3 separate regions of the Sus scrofa genome follow, and all the other regions are linked to region 3. A link is a contact called in public Hi-C and HiChIP or PLAC-seq data. All regions are on one chromosome and are shown on one strand. Each heading gives the region's core, a stretch centred on a gene start, on an enhancer-like site or on the middle of the called end of the contact. The rest is flanking DNA. Distances are from core to core; before and after follow the strand shown.

Region 1 (4,224 bases), core at 1,530-4,029, 250 kb after region 3:
CTGAGTTTGTAACAGCAGTGAATGTTGAGGGCTCTGTTTTTGAATTTGAGATCTGAGAATTGACATGGTAAACATGGACTCCTCTTGCTAAAGTGTGTATTTTTTCACAGATTTCAAGGGAAAATTATTGATGTGTTATGAAATATGCAAAATTTTCCTGAAGTATTAAGACAAAACATGATACTTTAAAGACATTTCCACTTGGAACAGGGAATGCTTAAGACTGTGCCGCAGGAATTCCCTTCATGGCTCAGTGGAAACGAATCTGACTAGTATCCATGAGGACACAGGTTTGATCCCCGGCCTTGCTCAGCGGGTCAAGGATCCAGCATTGCATGAGCTGTGGTATAGGTCACAGATGTGGCTCGGATCTCGAGTTACTGTGGCTGTGGCGTAGGCCTGTGGATACAGCTGTCATTCAACCCCAGCCTGGGAACTTCCATATGCCACAGGTGCAGCCCTTAAAAAAAAAAAAAAGCCTGTGCCCCAGACTCCTCAAGAGCACAAGCCCTCTCTGCCTGTTGGAGAGTTTGGGAAGCACTGCCTTAATTGCAAAGATGTTTTGATTCTTTACATGAGTCAGAATTTCCAGTCCTGAGATTTTGCACAACAGGAGAAGATGAGAGGAATTGACTCAAACGTGCTAATTTGCTGGTACGGGCTTGGAACCCAGGACTGTCTGTGGGGTCTTGGCTCTTACCTCATGAGCCTTTCGTTCTAGGACTTACCTAAAATGCCGCCCTCCCCTGCTGGAAGCCTTTTTGGGGATCTTTCCTTCTTGGTGCCTGGAGCAGATTTGGAAAGGATGATGCCAGAGCTTTACTGCCATCCATTTACACCATAATGCTTCTGCCAAAAGATTTTGTTTGTTCTCTCAGGGCCCCTGCCTCTCAGGATTCTTTCCTTTAAAAACGTGGATGGAAAGGTGGTATTGATGCCCGGTCAGAGCCATATGGTCCGAGAAAGGTCACCCGTTTGTAGACACAATCCATCCCTCTGGCTATATCAGAAGGGCCCTCTAGCTTTGGGGATGTTCAGCACTCAGGTGAGCCACGAGCTGAAGAACCCCTTACAGTGCAGTGTGGAGTAATGCAAGTCCTCGAATCTGGGATTCTGAGGTACCTGGGCAGGTAGAGGAAGTTCAAACTCACAGGCCCACGTGTTTTCCTCTGGGAAACACCCACCCTCAGCCAGCGGCAGGGCGGCCTTTCTTGCTTCACCTCATGCACTTCTCTGCTCTCCGCCACTGTCAGCCCCTCGAAAGCAGAGGCTCTGCTACAGGCACACTTCTCGTTTATCCTAATTCGGACTTGGGTCCCAATTACTTAGAATTAACTATCTAACCAACTAAATGAGTTTTGTAGAAAACTAAAGCTTATCCCTTGAGGCTCCAAAATAGTTTCATCAGACTAGATTCTAGTTTATATAGGAACTATTTTTACTTTTATTTCCCTGTTTTTCTCAACATTACGTTGTAAGTTTTTCTTTATGAGTGTAGGTTAACATGACTGAAAAAGATATACCGTTCTCTACTGTGGTGATATTCTCAAGGACATTAGAGACACTTGAAGCTGCTTTGCATTAAATGTGCTTAAATTACCACACAGTTTGAGTTCTGTATTGAAGTTCTTGTTTAGGTCCTGCAATTGCTGTGCTGGTGGGATTGGATGTGTGTGTATACATATATATGGGGAAGGGGTTTATTTTCTGTTTTTTTCCCCCATTACTGTGATATCGGGTGTTATTTCTTACTGCTGTTACTTTTCACTGTTGTCACTTGGGTCTGCCTTGAGCAGTCTATCCCCTCCATCTTATCGTCCGTGAGCTAGAAAACGAGGTAAACAAGCTTATTTAAATTGCATTAAATATGACCTAGGATATAAACAAGAGTCCACAGGCAGGCATGTGTAGTGTTTGGATTTGAGAAGTCATTGTTTCTTTTTCATTTAATCCTTGGTTCCTAGAGACATTCTGAATTTTGATGCTGCTGGCACATTTTAAGAAATCACGGGGCGTTGCCATATTTTATTTGTATCCTAGTTTGTAGCCTAGCAGTGCTCAGGGTTCAGTAGCTGCTTAGCCGCTTGGTACAGCAGACGTGTTTCACTGAGCTCTAAGAAGAAGCCTCCCACCCCCAGCACCATGGATGTGAAGGCTGGGACCAGTGTGTTCACTGCAGGGAACTGGCATTGACAAGGCAAGACCTGAAGATGAGAGGGAGGAGGCGGGTGAAGCTGGGGGCCCTGTGTTGTGGCCTCCTCAAGTTGGGGATGCAAATCAGAAGCCTGGTTCCACAGGTCCACCTTATAAAGTCAAGGGCTTTGGGAAGAGTTTGCCTCCTCCCAAACAAGCTCTTGAGTCAGGAGGGGAGGAGCTCAGTCCTGGCTGAGCTCATTCTGAGCTCATGGGAAGTGAAAACAATGAGGGGAAAAGTCCCTTAGAGGCTAAGTAAAGGGAAGATCTTTTGGACCCATTCTGAGGACTGAGTCATTTTCATGATCTGAGCTTTGAGTCCAGTGTTAATGTGCTCTGCAGTCCAGTGATAAATTCATCTTCCCTCACACCAGCAGCAGGCCAGATGCAAACAGCTTGACTCTGCTTTCAGATTCGAATCGTTTTTAATAAGGAAAAAGAGATGAAGAGAAATACTAAAAAAGAGCATTTGCTTTAAGTTTTCAACTCTTTTTATAATGGGATCATGCTCTCAGCACAGAATCTACTGAAGAGAAGAGGGTATGAATCTGTGAGGCGGAAGCGAGGCTGTGCTCTGGCCTGACTCCACGGGGGATGGCCAGAAGAGACAGATGAGTCAGCTCCGTGGAGAACCCTGGGCTTACTGGGGACCCTGCAGTAGTGCCAGTGAATGCTCGGAACAGCGATTAGCCTGTGGGAAAAATTATTTCCTTCTTAAATGAACGTGAAAAACCAAAAGTCATTATTCCTAGGAAAGGCTTTTCCCTCGATTGCCTCTGAGTAATTGAGAATCTGGTCAGCCAGCGAGGACCTATCAAATGGGAATGGAAGAGAGTGCTTTCCCACTAAGCAGGCAAAGACCTCAAACCTTCTGAGTTAGGCACTTGACTGGGTTCAAGCTCTCGTTTGGAAGTAGAAGGAAAAAGCCAGTCCAGAAGTCACAAAAGAGGATATGAGAGGATCGAGCATGTTTTCAGAAAACTCAAAGGAAAAGACTTTGGCTAATCTCTTCAGGAAATTCCGTTTTCCTGAACGAGAGAGTCTCTGATTGTTGAGGAAAAGGAATTGTATATGCACATGACTAGAGACTAACAAGAAAGGAGGAACCTTTATTTCACTGAAACTTAAGCCACAGAATTCCCCCGGCATGACCTTCCTGGGAGGGGAAGGAAAAGACTTGAAGTTTGGAGAAGAGCTCCATAAAGCCCGATGATAACAGGATATTTTCCTCATTTTGAAATTTTCTATTAGCGGTTTTGTAATCAAGAATCGAGCTTGTTCGGCACCTACACCAATTCCTTCCTTTGCACCCTCCTCACGAACCACGCTGACCCTCAGTCAGGATTTGTGTGGAGGACTGGGTTTGGGGGGGCTGTGGGCAGGCACACTGTTCTCAGTCCTAATTCTGGTTGAGCAGGGCCCGGGCTCAGGGACACTGTGTACACTTGCAGCATCTGTCAGGAGACCTCTGCTGTACTATGCAGCCAGAACAAGAAAGCCCCATAAACCTCTTCATTTGATTTTTTTGCCTCATGGAACTCGAGCTTAGGGCTTCCCTATAAGCACATGTGAGCACTCTTGGAAGACAGGGCCTGCCATGGAGCCGAGAGACTGCCAATTTGCACAAAGATACTCTCTCTTTCCTTTCAAATAATTACAAAGGCAGTATCAGCTCATCTGTGTCATTGCCAGTTAGACTTACCAGAGAAGAGAACATATCAAGTCAGCATTCTCTCCCTGCCCTTGGAGAGAAAGGAAATCACACTTGCTGTGACCTGTCTGTCACCTGGAGGTTTAGGTGTCTCCAGCTTCATAGCAGCCAAGATAAGATGAGTTAACCCTCCACCTCTGCCTTGTGCTGACCCTTGGCCTGTCTTGGTTTTTCTTTCTGTTCTTTCCCTCCCTCCCTCCCTTCCTTTCTGCCTTAAACAAGGCTATGCCAATAGGAACTGCTAGAGTCCAAAGGAGTAAAGAGAATGCTCTAGAATCGGGTTCTTAACCTGGACACTCTTGATATTTGGGGCTGGCTGC
Region 2 (3,911 bases), core at 989-3,488, 230 kb after region 3:
ACTTAGCCTGATACACTCTACAGTTATCCATATTGTCACTAATGGCAAGACTTCATACTTTTTAGGGCTGAGAAATATTCCATTGTGTGTGTACGTGTATCACTTCTTCTTTATCCATGTGAATTTTTATGCTGGACTCTCTATTCTATTCCTTTGACTTATATGTCTATTTTTGTGCCAGTACCATTACTGTTTTGATTACTGTCTTTGTAGTACAGCTTGAACTCAGAGATATCACTCTTTCATTGAAGATGTATTTTTAGTCATAGTTTGAAAGCCTTTTGCCACACCCAGGTTATGATGGAATTTATGCTCACTTTCTTCTAGAACTTGCATGGTTTCATTTTTTTAAACTTGATTATTTTAACAATTGAAATGTATTCTGAGGTATTATGGTATGAGGTATGAGTACAAGTTTATCTTTTTCCAATTTTCTGTCTCGTTGTTTCCAATATCATTTCTTTGAAAAGTCTATCTTCACCCAGTAATTTGAGGACACATCTTTATCAAATACAAAATTCCAAATGTATTCAAGTCTATTTCTTGATTTTTCTGTTCTATTTCACTATCTTTCTGTTCACTAACCATAGTATACTTTTTTTTTCTTTATGAGGCTGTATCTGAGGCATATGGAAGTTCCCAGGCTAGGGGTCAGATCAGAGCTGCAGCTGCCAGCCTATGTCACAGCCATACCAATGCAGGATCTGAGCTATGTCTGCAACCTACACCACAGTTCATGGCAACTCTGGATACTTAACCCGCTGATCAAGGCCAGGGATCAAACCTGCATCCTCATGTTTATGCTAGTTGCATTTGTTACTGCTGAGCCACAATGGGAACTCCTGAACATTTCTTTAAAGGAGATTGATTCCTTTGCAACTCCTAGCCACTTTCAGGTGGATTGAAAAAATCCCACATATTTTATGTTACGATCTAGCAGTTGACCCAGTAAACATACCTCTTTTCTTTTCTTTTTTAAAATGAGTTTTATTTTTTCCATTGTAATTGGTTTACAGTGTTCTGTCAGTTTTCTACTGTACAGCAAAGTGACCCTGTCACACATACACATATACATTCTTTTTCTCATATTATCCTCCATCATGCTCCATAAGTGACTAGCTATAGTTCCCAGTGCTATAACAGCAGGATCTCATTGCTTATCCATTCCAAACATGCCTCTTTTTTTGTTCCCTCTTTTTCTGCAGATTAGGGATAACTTGTCTAAGCTTTAATCTAGATACATTTCATTCTTTAGAGTCTATTGGTTTATAAGGATCAAAGGATTAATACATTTCCTTGTCTGCTTGACAGGAGCTCAATTTGGAAATGGAAGACCAGCAGGAGAACCTGGATACTCTTGAGCACCTGGTCACTGACCTGAGCTCCTGCGGCTTTGCACTGGACCTGTCCCAGCACCAGAACAGGGTACAGAACCTCAAAAAGGACTTCACAGAGCTACAGAAGACAGTTAAAGAAAGGTGAGTTTCATGTTTGGAGCTAATTTTTTCTTGCTGTAGAATGACATGATTTTCTCTTCCTTCCTCATCAGACAAGATGGCATCAAAACTCTGCTACTGAGCCATAGGAGATTGGAATGTGCCTCTTTCAAAGCTACTCAGTCTATTTGATGCTTAGTGTCTTTCTGTTACTAAATTATGAGTTCTTTCGCAGTAGTGGAGCCTGGCTCCCCCTCTGTACCATGAAAAGCCCTGGTCACCTGGACCAAACAGAACAAATCGTGTCAGCAAGTAGGATTGTGGCAGGATTTGAAATAGTGAGAAAAATTGGAAGAGACTTCCCGGACATAATTTAGGGTTATGTTGGCTCTCCATACTGCTTGTTTTGACCACATTTAAGTAGGCGTTTTGAAGGAGTTCCTGGATTCTTCTTTTAAGGCAAACATGGGAAAATACAACAAAGGTGACTGACTTCAGATTATCAGCTCACTGTTGAAAAGCCGTGGTCCCCCCAGGAGAAACCCTCACGTGGGTTTAAAGCTTCGTACAACTTCCTTTGGTTTAGCCATAAATATCTCTGTTTAGCAGATGGCTACAGCTTCGGGGAAAGCAGTTGCTCATATCACCCCTGTAAGCAGCAGGTTATTTAGTGCAGGGGAACGGGACAGAACAGAGGCCAAGAAGGCTTTGTTTTTCTTCCTCTCTGTTGAAGGCCTTTTAGCTTTATGAAGAACCAGGATCTCTGGCTCGAAGTCTAATAGACATGACCATTTCCAAAAGTTAATTTCAAGACTGAATTCTCCTCCTTCTTTGATTTATTTTACTCATTGATGTGCTTGGCCTAACCTCGCTGAGCCTCAGCTTTGGCATCTTCCTTGCTAAAGGAATTAGCATTTGAATTGGGCCTTGAAAGAGTCAAATACCTAAAAAATAGCTGAGCTGAACTTGAGATCCAAAGCCTGCATTCTTTCCATTGTATCATAGTACCTAAATAGCAGGCTCTCTTTAGTTTTTCTCACTTTCACTTTAGCCTGGAGTAAGATTGAAGACTCCTTTCTCCAGAAATGTCCAAACAAGGACAACAGATTCCTTAGTTTGATGCTCTCCTACATTATATGTGATTGTTTAGCCAAAGCTGCCATGGAAAAGATTATGGGAAGGAAAGGCCCTGTTAGGAAACTGATGCCTAGAGTCCTAGAATGAACCTAGTTTTAGTTCAAGTTGACTGCTTTACAAAGCATAGTCTGGCCAGTAACAAAATGTCTCCATTGACAGAGAGGAAGATGCATCGTCTTGCCAGGAGCAGTTAGATGAATTCCGGAAGCTGGTTAGGACTTTTCAGAAATGGCTGAAGGAAACTGAAGGGACCATTCCGCCTACGGAGACTTTCATGAGTACTAAAGAGCTGGAAAAGCAGATTGAACACCTGAAGGTAGGTGAACAGAGGATCTCCAGGAGCAATCAGTCTAGACAGCCATTTGGGAAAGTGGTGGAAGAAATCCCAGGTACCCATCTGGATCAGAACAGCAATTCTCCATTATTTTCATGTGATTTCCCACCTACCGCCACCCAAGCACTGAGCACCAAAACATCTCCTGTATAAATAACCAAAAAAAAAAAAAACAACCAATCATCTGGGGGTGATACCTATAAAGTTTCAGCTATTTGGGAGCAAGTCTGTCATGTTATGGCAGGTTATGAAAAAGACAGTTGTCAGGTCTCAAGCTCACACTCTCATTGTATGTTTGAGAATTAGACAATTATATGTGAGCAGTTGACCAAATATATGATCAAGAAATTGAGGAGAGAAGAACTAGTACTATGGCTACTAAGGGAAAAGTTAGAACCAGGTGGTTGCAAGGTATCTACAAGGGTAGTATCAGCCTTTCTCCCATCTGCTACAGAATCCCTTCTCTCTTGGATTCATAGTCATCCAGCCTCGATGTTTGCACCTCTGACTTAGTTCTGATTTTTGTTGAAACCAGCCTTCAATTAACTCTCATGTGTTTGCCCTTATTTTCTTAGTATAACAGCATTTATCTTGAGCAGACAAAAGAAAAGAGTTTGGTTGCTTTCACAGAGAGAATGTCAGGAGCATTTGCTGTGGGAACTCCCCAGGATAGAGGTTCCCCAAGTTTTTGGTTCATGGTGCCCTTTGTGTTTCAAGAAAATCCCCCCAAACTAAAAAACCTCACTTGTCAAGTGGTCAGGTCCATATAACTTAACAGTGGTTGTTCACATGGCGTCCAACAGATGTCAGTGTATTTCCCTCAAAAATTTAAAATATCCTGTGAGTCAGTGCATAGTTTGGGAACTGTGGCTCTTTGGAATCAAGAATAACTAATAAAAAAAAATTGACAAGCTCTGAATTGACAAAGCTCAGTTTGAAGTTAGGCAGCATGAGCTTGCCAGATGTTCATGGCCTTGTGTCTTTCTCTGCTGCTACTCTGCAGC
Region 3 (4,396 bases), core at 1,585-4,084:
TCTCACCATTGGAGCAAAGGAAAATCATAGACCAAAAGGAGAAAGTCTCAGAGCTGTCCCAATTGTGTGGTCTGGCTATAAATTTAGACTGTTGCTTGGAAAAAACCAAAAACCTCCCTTTCCTAGGCTTCCTTCTTTCCATCCCCCCAGCAGCCGCTTTGTTCCTCTATCCTTGTAAAATTTTCTCTGTATAAAACAGGAACATCAGCCAAACATGTGGCCTTCCCCGCTTTCATTCATTAGTAGACTGCATTACTTCAAAACCTCTTGGGAGCATTTAAATGCAAATCTTGTCCAGAAAGCTACTTGAGTCTGAGAAGACCTTTTAGCCACCACCCTACCAGAACTTTCTTCCTTGGTTACCATGTTTCTTTTCTTTCTTTCTTTCGTTTTTTTTTTTTAAGGGCCGCACCAGCAGCATATGGAAGTTCCCAGGCTAGGGGTCTAATCGGGCTACAGCTGCTGCCCTACGCCACAGCCACAGCAACGCAGGATCCAAGCGGGGTCTGTGACCTACATCGCAGCTCATGGCAATACCAGGTCCTTAACCCACTGAAGTGAGGCCAGGGATCAAACCTGCAACCTCATGGTTCCTAGTCAGATTGTTTCCCCTGCGCCACGATGGGAACTCCCACCATGTTTCTTAATAGACATCTCAACTCCTTGCCCCCCCCAACCTCCCCCTCCCAACAAAGACTGTTTCCCAGAGCATATTCTCATTCCCTCTGCCCTTGTTTTTCCTCACCTTTGGCAAAATTGTCACAACTCTTGAAGAACCTGCTCACAGGAGGGGATGGAGGGACTTTCCTATTTACCGTGGTGAAAATGAGGAGGCAGATGTCTGTTTGGGGGTGAGGGTGGAGGTGTATGTTTGTGTCTGGGCCGTCCTTGCCCTACTGGTATAAAATAATATAGGAAATGCAGATGACTCAGCACTGATACAGTCGAGATCCCTGGAGTTAGCATTTCTATATTCTCCGCTGTTTACAAAAAATGTGCTTATGTCATCAATCACTGACTCCTTCATCCTACATTTTCTACTAAAAGCCTTCTATTTATTTTAAAAAGAATAAACCTCAAGCTTCTTCTCTTCCTTTTTTTAAACTGTGCTCTTTAGAAGCTGAGTCCAAACTGTGAACTAGCTTTTTTTGAGCATATAGGATTAAACTGGAAGGAAACCAGCCATTTGTCCAAGGCTCCTCCCTATCTGTCCCCTTTCAGGCCATTCCCTATATGATCTCCAGGCCTAGAACTTGGGCAGGCCTGCAAAACTTGATGGAAAAAGATATGATTAATGACTTGCTCACCCGATTTCTGATCATGGTATGATGTGGAAACAACAGTTGTGCACCTATTAGTGAAAAGCATCATCTCTTGTTATTAATGTGCTTGCTGGGCATTGACCAAATCCTTGGCACTCCTCCTAGCACACAAAGATGCATGCAGGCCTTGCCCTGGGGGTGAGAAGCTCTCTTAAAAATCTCAAGAATGGGACTGAAATGGAAGCCCGAACCCCAATTTCCTCTGCTCAGTATCACATGAATTCTTTTTTTACTTGCTAAAGTGCTGTTATTATGAGGTCAGCCAGCCTTTTAACCTACAACTGCTTTTCCACCTGCAATCCCCCCCCCCAAATCAAGTCAATAGACTTGTCCTGGCTGGGTAGGATAATGGCTGGATGGGGGTAGATGTGGCAAAAAGATCACCTGCATTTACGGGAGTTCCTCAATCACTGCTCTTGGTTGGCCCCAGTGCCCTCCATGACTCTGGGACTGAAGGATACAGAACTGACTGGAGGAGCAGAGCACGTTGGGAACTCCCGCCTCAAAGTGGTCCCCAGTACCTCCCTAACGGTATTTACCAGAGTCCTTTCTTCACTCTTTCCTTTTCCCTGATGGCAGAGGAAAATTGGCTTCCCTTTTCCTTCCCCTCCCAGCTATGCTCCAGAACCCTTTTCTTTGTTCCGTAGAAGTCCTGCTTCAGCCTCAGGTTCCCACATCTCTCCCTTTTGATCTAAGCCTCTCTGTTCCCATGGCTGTCACAGTGTAATAATCCTGTTGCATCTCTTCCCTATAGATTTGTGTCCTCCTGTCTCATGCACCCCGTCGTGCAATCAGAATCCTGTTTTCATTCCCTCAGGTGTCATTTCTCAGGCCCTGGCTCCTCATTCTTGGCCTGGTTTACTTCATGGAGCTGGGTCTGCCCTCTCATTTCGAGTTCAGTTTCTGGAAAACCCTTTGTTCCTGGGGTTCTTTGTGGTCTGAGTGTTCCCTTGGCCTCCCCCGGCCTCATTCTGACCCTGTCTAGCCTGGGGATCTATCTAGGTCTTCGGCTCTCCCTTCCCTACAGGTTCGCTGGGTCCTTCTCCAGCGCCGCACAGGCCCAGCTCGGTTTCTCTTCAGCCAGGGGGCTCCCTCCTTTGTCCCGGCTCGGGGTGCGGGTCCGCGCCGCCTGGGCCACCCGCCCGCCCCGCCGAGTGGGCCCGGGCCTCTCCCCGCCGCTGCGGCCGGCCGGGCCTTTCATCCCACCAGCCAGGGGCCTCCCACCCGGCCGGGCTCCGGCGGAACGCCCCCGCGGGGGCCGGCCTCCCGTCCGGGTCGGGCGGGGGTCCGCAGCCCCGGGTGGGGGGCACCCGGGTGGGCAGCCCCGGGGCCGATGACGCGCCGGGCCGCGGGGGCGGCGGGGAGAGGGGCGGGGAGCGGGCCGGGCCTGGCGCTCCCGACGGGAGGAGACGCCGCCGTCGCCGCCGCCGCCGCCGGCGGGGCGGGCTGAGGGAGGAGCGCAGCCGAGGGGTGGGGAGGCGGAAACGCCAGCGGGACCGGCGGCGGAGCGCGAGCAGCCGGGCGAGCGGGCTCAGGAGCGAGCGCGAGCGGCAGGCCGGGCGAGGCGAGCGCGAAGCGGAGAGCCGAGAGTCGGGGCGCCGCCGCCGCCCCCGGGCCGCACAAAGGGCCGAGGCTGGGGCAGCTGCCGCCGCCGCCTCAGCGCGCGGGCCTGGAAGCGGCGTCCGCCGGGGCCCCGGGAGAGCGCGGCGCGGGCGGCCATGGCCGGCTACGTGCCGGGTCAGCAGCCGGCCAACCGCAGCCAGGAGAAGGAGTTCGTGCAGGCGTACGAGGATGTGCTGGAGCGCTACAAAGGTGCGGCGGCGGGCGGCCGGGGCCGGGGACTGGCCAGAGCCGGGCCCGCGGCAGGTGGGGCGGCGGGCGGGGTGGCGCCCACCGGTGCTGGGGCCGGGCCGGAGCGGCCGTGGGCCGGGGCCCGCTCGTTTCCGGAGTTGAGGTGAGCCGCCGAGCCCTCTCCCACCTGGGACGGCGCCTTCACAGCACTAGTTACATTATGTGCCCTGTTATCTGGCCCCCGCTGGAAGGAGGCGAGGCCGGGAGCTGCTCGGAGACCTAACGCGGCGGGGAGTGCGGGGAGGAGGAGGAGCCGGGGCGGGAGAAACCACCCGTCCTTGGAGAGGCTCGGACCTCCGCGTGCCCGCCAAGGGTCCCTCGCCCCCTTTTGTCTCCCTCGGCCTCCGATCGGTCGCATGGCAGCCGAGGCTGTGAACCACCTCGGTCACTTGGGGGTCGGGGGGCAGCGGGCGAGCATCCGCCGGGGTCCGTGAGTGTGCAGTTTTGGTGACGAGGCCTCCTCCCACCCCCAGCCCCTGGGCTTCGAGCCTGATGAGGCGGGGGTCTACTGCTTTTTACCTCCCACCCCCAAATAAAGATTTGTTTTGGAGCTCGGATTTCCGGTCCTGGAAGCTCTCTTGCTAAGAAGTTCTGCAAGTTAATGCTTCATCCAAACCCTGCAGAGAAAGTTTTGACAGGCCCAGAGGCTCGGTGGACCGCATTTCCCTAACTGGTGTAGGTGCCCCTTACGTGGAAGCCAGGGATGCAGTGGCCTTAGGAGGCCCCCCGGCTCTGATCTTTAACATCCAGTTCTGGGGTTTGGCTTTGTGTAGCAGTTGTGCTTTCCACAGACATGGAGATTTTCCCAGAAACTACATGGGCAGCACTTTCTCCTGTTTTATTCAGCTGTGGCCCTTGTGATTGGGCCTTTAGTTTCTTTTCATGTGAAGGAGAGGAAACTTCAGCTCTTATGACCGGGTCCAGCATGCTTGTTTACAACACCTACCCAGTGAAGGGAAACTAATGAAAAAGCTGTAAAATGCTCCTTCCCCCCAACCCTTTTGGCATTAGAGCTCTGCTGGGGAAATGCAGCAGGGGGTGTGGGGGAGGAGGGAGAGAATGCTGAAATGGACCTGCTTGGGAGTTCTGCCTGTCCCCCTCTGCATCAGCTCCTGTAAGCTGTCCAGGTTTTCCTGCCTGCGGCAAGTTTTCTGTCAGCCCCCCCGTGGTCTTTCCTCTAAGGAACAGGGTTCATTTCAGAGCACAAAGAGGTTAGATTGTGC

The links. Hi-C and Micro-C count contacts between places; a contact is called where the count stands out from the background. HiChIP or PLAC-seq counts read pairs in DNA pulled down with a chosen protein or histone mark.
Region 1: an H3K27ac HiChIP or PLAC-seq map of alveolar macrophages shows a contact between it and region 3. The contact joins two enhancer-like sites. A contact is called at or near these places in 1 of 47 Hi-C or Micro-C datasets (embryonic fibroblasts) and 2 of 2 datasets of contacts at active chromatin or transcription factors (alveolar macrophages and skeletal muscle).
Region 2: a Hi-C map of omental adipose tissue shows a contact between it and region 3, with 1.5 times the contacts expected there. The contact joins two enhancer-like sites. A contact is called at or near these places in 2 of 47 Hi-C or Micro-C datasets (embryonic fibroblasts and omental adipose tissue) and 1 of 2 datasets of contacts at active chromatin or transcription factors (alveolar macrophages).

Annotation. Positions count from the first base shown.
Region 1 is chr6:95,231,137-95,235,360 of Sscrofa11.1, forward strand. The region is part of intron 54 of MACF1 (microtubule-actin cross-linking factor 1); the gene reads left to right. Among named protein-coding and RNA genes, the nearest start is that of KIAA0754, 15 kb to the right of the region's middle. Within about 2 kb of position 2,780, at least 46 of the 83 cell types and tissues checked have an H3K27ac peak or open chromatin away from gene starts, as enhancers often do. A contact at or near this core is called in alveolar macrophages and skeletal muscle, where this site is marked.
Region 2 is chr6:95,211,008-95,214,918 of Sscrofa11.1, forward strand. It overlaps MACF1 (microtubule-actin cross-linking factor 1), which reads left to right. Exons shown (of 96, transcript XM_021095983.1): 46 at 1,312-1,478; 47 at 2,733-2,889. Among named protein-coding and RNA genes, the nearest start is that of KIAA0754, 35 kb to the right of the region's middle. Within about 2 kb of position 2,239, at least 14 of the 83 cell types and tissues checked have an H3K27ac peak or open chromatin away from gene starts, as enhancers often do. A contact at or near this core is called in omental adipose tissue, where this site is marked.
Region 3 is chr6:94,976,502-94,980,897 of Sscrofa11.1, forward strand. The region is part of intron 2 of MACF1 (microtubule-actin cross-linking factor 1); the gene reads left to right. Among named protein-coding and RNA genes, the nearest start is that of MACF1, 18 kb to the left of the region's middle. Within about 2 kb of position 2,835, at least 55 of the 83 cell types and tissues checked have an H3K27ac peak or open chromatin away from gene starts, as enhancers often do. A contact at or near this core is called in alveolar macrophages, omental adipose tissue and skeletal muscle, where this site is marked.